2 separate regions of the Oryctolagus cuniculus genome follow, and region 1 is linked to region 2. A link is a contact called in public Micro-C data. All regions are on one chromosome and are shown on one strand. Each heading gives the region's core, a stretch centred on a gene start, on an enhancer-like site or on the middle of the called end of the contact. The rest is flanking DNA. Distances are from core to core; before and after follow the strand shown.

The links. A called contact is a pair of places that touch in the nucleus more often than the background predicts.
Region 1: a Micro-C map of ear pinna shows a contact between it and region 2, with 3 times the contacts expected there. The contact joins the promoter of SHB here to the promoter of SLC25A51 in region 2. A contact is called at or near these places in 2 of 6 Hi-C or Micro-C datasets (ear pinna and an unstated tissue).

The regions. Positions count from the first base shown.
Region 1 is chr1:200,855,624-200,858,468 of mOryCun1.1, forward strand. SHB (SH2 domain containing adaptor protein B) reads right to left here and starts at 1,256. Exons shown (of 6, transcript XM_002707961.5): 1 at 1-1,256. The coding sequence starts at 624. The region is part of intron 1 of LOC108178823 (a long non-coding RNA gene); the gene reads left to right.
Region 2 is chr1:200,723,186-200,726,501 of mOryCun1.1, forward strand. SLC25A51 (solute carrier family 25 member 51) reads right to left here and starts at 1,999. Exons shown (of 4, transcript XM_051843849.2): 1 at 1,979-1,999.

The sequences.
Region 1 (2,845 bases), core at 6-2,505, 130 kb after region 2:
GCAGGCGCCCCCCGCAGGGTCCCCCGCGCTGCCGCCGCCGCCACCCGCGGCGCTCTCCACTTTGATGAGGCGGTGCTTGGGGGAGATGTAGCGCACCTCGGCCGGCGTGGCGGGCCGCCGCTCGCTGCTGCTGCGGTAGAGGTGCGGGGAGCCCGAGGACGACGACGAGGACGCCGCGGCGCCGGCGCCCGAGGAGGCGCAGCAGCAGCCGGCGGCGCCCGACGCGGACGAGGCGGAGAAGGCGCGCTGGCCCCCGCCCGGCTCCCCGCCGCCGCCGCCGCAGTAGTCCAGGCGGCACATGGCGCGCAGTTTGCGCAGCGACGAGCCCGGCCCGTTGTAGGGGTCCTCGAAGTCGCGCTCCTTCTGCGCGCGGTAGGCGCGAATGAGGTCGCTCGTGCTGCCGCTGTCGTCGGGCAGCGAGCCCGACGAGGCCGAGAAGCAGGAGGCGGCGGCCGGACCACAGGACGCTGAGGCGGCCGAGGCGGCCTGCGGCACGGCCTGGGGGGGCTGCGAGGGCCGCTCGCCTCGGCGCCGCTGCTCGCGGTAGTCCGGCCGCGGCGGCTGCGGCGGGCTCTTGGTCTTGCTGTTGCCCAAGCTGAAGTACTTGTTCAGCCACTTGGCCATGGCGAGAGGCCGCCTAGGGCCGCGGCGCGGGAGCCTGGTCCGCCGCCGCGGCCATTCGGGGGGCAGCGCTGCCGCCCAGGTCCCTCGGCGCCCCGGCCCCGGCGAGGGGCGTCCGGGGCGCCCGCTCCCGACGCCAAGTTCAAGTTCTCGCCGCCGCTGCTGCTGCCGCCGCCGCCGCCGCCGCCGCCTGCCGGCAGCTCTGGAGCTCCGGCAGCTGCAGCGCCGCCCTCCGCCTCCGCCGCGCGACTCCCGGGCTTCGGATCCCGCGCCCCTCGCGGGCGCGTCTCATGGGGGTCCCGGCCCGCCGCCTCGCCGAGAGCAGAAGGCCCGGCGCCTCCCGCCGCGGCCGCTCCGGCCGTGCGCCCCGCCGCGGCGCGCGCTCCTGTCCCGTCCGAGACGCAGCCTCCGCCGCGGCCGGGATCCGCTGCTGCTGCTGCTGCTGCTGAGGGAACTTGGCGTCCTCGGCCCCCGCTTCCTTCTTCCCGAGAGCGCCGGGGCGAGCCCGGCCCCGCAGCCCGCGGGAGAGCGAGCCACGCAGGGAGGCAGCGGCGCCCGCGCGCCCGTGCCCCCGTGCCCGTCTCGGCGGCGCCTGCCGCTGCCGCCGCCGCCGCCGCCTCCCGAGCCGCCGCGTGTGTGACACTCGGGCCGCCAGCGCCCGCCCCGCGCCGCCGCCCCGCCCTCCCCGGGCCCGCGCGCGCGCCCCGCCCCCAGCCCGCCCCCGCAGGCCCGGCCCTCCAGCCCCGCGGCCCAAGCGCCGCCCTCGGCTCGCCCGGGTCCCCTTCTGCACGCGCCACCTCCCGCGGCTGCCCCGGCGCCAGCCCCTGGGTCGTGCCCGAAAGCGCTGGGGTCCCGCGGCGCCACCGCCTCCGCCTCCGCCTCGGGCGAGAGGTACCCGGGGCCGAGCCTGCAGCGCGCAGAGGCCGAGCCAGTGCGCGGTCCCCCGGGACTGGAGCGCCGTGCACCCCGGGGGTCCCCACCGTCGGGGCCGGGTGGCGGGGGTGGACGAACCAGGGCTTTGGCTAGTTCACAGTGTGGTCGGTGCGGAGGAAATGCGCTGTGGAGGGCCCTTGGGGACAGCGAGCCTGTCGCCCTTCTTAAAGGCACAGCGACTCCGGTTCAGCCCCCGTGTGCCGGGTCTTGGGAGAAATCCATGCTAATGGGTAAATTAGCGACCCAGATGACGGATGCGGCCGGGATAGGCGGCGGCCGCCGCGCCGTGCGCCAATCGGAGAGCGAGGCTAAGGGGCGGTCGGAATGTTTGCTTACCTTTTCACCTCTGCGGAAGTCGGGCCTTTAACCCTGCTCACTGCCAGCCTGGCACAGCGGGCTGGAAGCGTCTAATACGTTGGTAGGCGGTGGCGAGGCTCCGTGTCATCCCCCTGGAGCCTTGGAGGCCCAGAGGAAGGTCACAGGGGTGGCTGGGGCTCCCATTCTCAAGCGTGCTGGCGCCATCCGATACCATTCCCACCCGTCTCTCTTCTGCGACTTCGAAGCATGCTTTGATGGTTAGCCAGAACGAGGGTAGAGCTTGCTCAGGGTGCCCCTTTGAAACGCCGGGGCCGCCCGTGGCAGGCCCCATGCCCGTGCTGCTGAGAGATACCGCTGCCAAGGGCCCGGTGCTACTTGATTTTCACTGGGCAAGCATCAGAATATGACTTAACCCTAACGTGTTGAGAAATTCTAAGAATGTGGATTTCCAAAACAATAGCCCAGAGAGAGCCTCTGTGTTTACCACCTGTGTATCACAGATGGGCTCTGGGGGAGCTGATGTGCCCTTTGCCCTATAGGAACAGTAGGAGCTGACATGGCGGACAGCAAGGTGAGGAGCTCTTTCCTTAGGGACTGTCTGCTGGCCACGCTGGAGGTGGAAGACAAACTCTGAGGCCCCATCTCTCTCAGAGCTCTTCCCTCTTCCTCTCTCTGTGGCCCCGGACTCAGGCCTGCAGCCCCAGGGAAGGAGTGGCAGAAGCAGCTCCAACTCGGGCCTCTTGGGGCTACTGTGCTGTGACCACTCAGGCACCCTTGAAGCAGGGACTGACTGCCGTTCCCTCTTTGGCCAGACAGGGCCAGCATCTTCCCCGCGCAATTGGATTTTCCAAATCTGCCCTGTGATCCCCGGAGTCACTGAAAGCATCACCAACTACACAGCCCGCCACTGCCCAGGATCTAGCCACTTAGCATTTCAAGGAAATAATCTCTCTCTCTGTGTGTGTGTGTGTGT
Region 2 (3,316 bases), core at 749-3,248:
GAGCGAGCCCGGCCCGGGTTCGAGTCCTAGCGACCCCACGTCTCTGCCGCCACAAACACAAAGTCCACTACTCGGAGCTCACGTCCGCAGCAGGTGAATCAGCGCCTCTCCGAGGTAAACAGCGGTTAATTTCCCTTGTGATGCGCGAGGGATTTCCGAGGCGCCTACGCGGGATCCGGAACGGCTCCGGGACAAAGCAAGCGCGAAGAAGGCTCGACCTGGCGAGGGAACCACCCTCTTTCCCGGGCTTTCCCGGACGACAGAGAGGCGGGACACGGGTGGGCCTGAAGACCCGCTGGGCAGAGCGTACACACAGCTGGTGCGCCGCCACGCTCGCCCCGGAAAGCCCTGCACAGCCCGCGTTCTCGGGGCGTCTCTTCCCCGGTCGGTGACAAGGCGGCAGCAGGTCGCAGCCGATCCCTAGCACCAACGCCCCTTCGGTCTCCGACGGTCCGGAGCCAGGAGTCCCCGGGGACGCAGGCCGGACGCCCGGGCAGGCGGACTCCGCGAGGAGCCTGCCCCTCCCCGCCCGGGCGGTTCTCGGGGCGCGCCCGGACGGTTCTCGGGGCGCGCCCCAAAGAACGCTCAGCCTCCTCCGCCGGAGACGCCGCCCTGCATCCCGGAGGCCCACAGGCCAGCCCGCGCGCGCCGACCCGGGCGGGGCCTGCAGCCGCCGGGCCTGGGGAGCCGCTGGGGCGCAGCGCGCGCGCGGAGGACCCGCTGGCCGCCTCGGAGGGCGGCCGCCCTCGCCTTGCCCCCGGAGGCCGAGGGGAGCTCCGCGCTTCCTCACGCTCGGCCCCGCACTCACCCATCGCCGCAGGCGCTCAGGCCCCAAGCCCCGCAGCCGCCCGCCCGCAGGACCGCGAGCGAGCCGGCGAGCCTGCCGCACGCGCGCATGCGCAGACCTCAGCCACCCCCCCCCGGCAGTGGGGCGGGGCGCGCTCGGCGCCCTTCGGGTCACGTGACAAACGCCGCCCCCCGCCGCCTCCCGGAGCCCGCGGGTGGCAGGAAGACGCAGGCCTCCTCGGGTCGCTGTCTACTGCACCGGGCCAGGTAGAGGGTCGCAGCGTCAGGCTCCGGGGGCCCGCTAACTACCACACGGGATCCTGGATGCCGTACGGTGGCCTCAGCGTGCCAGAAACAGCTAGCGCGTTCTCTAGCGCCCTGCCCGCGGAGTCGCGGCGCGTGCGCCGACCGCCGCAGAATGCCCGGGTTGGCTCCTCCGAGGTGTCTGGGGTCTGGGCTCGGGGATCCCGGACCTTTGGCTACGCGCGCCCTAGGACACACCGATCCCTTCTAAACCCTTTTCCCTTTGAACTTGAGGCAACTCGCGCGGTGTTGGAAGGAGCAGTGCACCTGGCATTAGGAAGCCTGGGTCAGAGCCCCAGTCCTGACGCTTCCAGGAGTGGCTGTGGGCAGGCTACCGGTCCCCGAGCTCTACATCCATGCGTGGCCCGTGTCCCCTAGCCCTGCTCAGTGGCTCTCCGTGTCGTTTGCAAACCGGAATGCGCGCAGCAGCTGTGGGCAGCCATGCAGGAAGCTCACCGGATTGAGACCAGGCCCGGGGGGTAACTTCCCCTGCCGGGAACGGCTTGGGGGCTGCCGCCTCCCCCAGGAGCGTTCCGCCCGGGGGGCTGCCCAGACAGCCTGAATCCCGGCCAGCGCACGCTACCAAGGGACCTACCGAGGGCCAGGCGCAGTCCCGGTCCCGTGGAGGCTCCGAAGACCCCAGACAGAAAACCCAGAAGCACGAGGGGCTTTTCCACTTGGGAGAAAAGTAGAGGTGGCTTCAAAGAGGAGGAGGAGGAGCACGCAGAGGAAGCCCCCGCCCGAGCAGGTGGAGGGCAGGTGGCTGGGTGGATTTTGGGAATTTGGACTGTCCGAGGCAGACACCTGGCGCCTAATTAGTGCTCAAGGGAGAGAGTGTGTCCTCTACAAGACGACGCCAGGGCCACACAGCGGAGGAGAGGGCATTTACCATTCTGAAGAGCGTGTTTGCCTGTCTCGTGCGAATCCCCAGTCACAGGCATTGTCTGAAACATAAATAGGCCGGCAGGCGGCAGGTCACATCCTCCGGGCCACGTGTGCACCTGTCGCTCCCCAGCTCGACAACCCTCCGCTTGGCTCGCTGCCCTGTGTCGCTGTTCCCCTGCCAGCCCGTCCAGCAGCCCGGAGCAGTCTCCCAATGTTTTGCACATCTTTGTATTCCTTAATTCTGTTTTCCCCTTTCCCATCCAGTCTTCGCTTTCCTGGTCCTACTGCTACGTCCTCCTAGAAGTCTTCCCTGATCTCCGCCGGCAAAATTGGCCGCTCTTGTCTCCGCCTTCCGGCGGCACGACTTGTGCGGCTCTCCCGACAGCCTGCCTTATGTTATAATCGCTCAGGAAGGTGTCTTTCCCACTGGCTGCTCCCGGAAGGGGGTGCTGTCTGACCGCTCCCTGGCTCTCCAATTCAGGGCTTGCCCCCGAAAAGAGGTCCCTGGGAGATGTTTGCTTAAATGGAACGGCTGTGCAGTGCAGCGCTGTTGAAAGCAGGGCTGTGGATTCTCGGGGAGGCGGGGAGAACAGGTTCCCATCTGGCTGGTCGCTCCTCAAAGGCTGGCCATGGCCGAGGCGCTCGCAGTCTGAGCCAGGAACCGGAGCTCAGCCCAGGTCTTCCTCCCTGGGGGGCGGGAACCCTCCCGGAAAGAGCACTAGCGGGAAGCTGGGATTGGGAGCTGGGTGGGGACTGAACTGAGGTGGGCGTCTTAAGGTCTGTTTGTGCAGGCACTCTCTGCTCCCCACCGCCCACAAAGCTTTCTAGAAAGTTATCTGGCGCCCTCAGCCTCCACGGGCCTTTAACGCCCACGAGAACAGCCGTGTGCACGCTGCCAGGCAACCTCAGCTACTGCGAGATGGCTCTGCCAGGGAGAGGTCACCCGTGGTCACCCCAACGAGGGGTCAGTGCCCTCTCTCTGGCTCGCCCTTCCCGGGCCTCCGCAATCCCCTACGCATTTCTGCGTCACACCCCCGGTTCCCTCCCGGGCCAGCACTGCTGCTGTGCTGTGGCTGTGGCTGTGGGTTTCCTTTCGTGAGCTTGCTTGCACGCTTTGGCGCACGCCCCCGCACGCTGCACAGTCTGTCCTCTGTGCTGGGAGGCCTGCTTGCTTCCTGATCACGTCCTGTTGGCCCTCGGGTGCTCGGCTCCAGCGGAGGCCCCTCGTCACTGCTGACCTCACTGGCCCACGCTGCGGAGCCCCCCGCCCCCAGGACCTGGACTTGTGCCCTGTGCCGGGGCTGCTCTGTGCCCTCCAGGACTGCCTCCCTTTCTCCTGGGC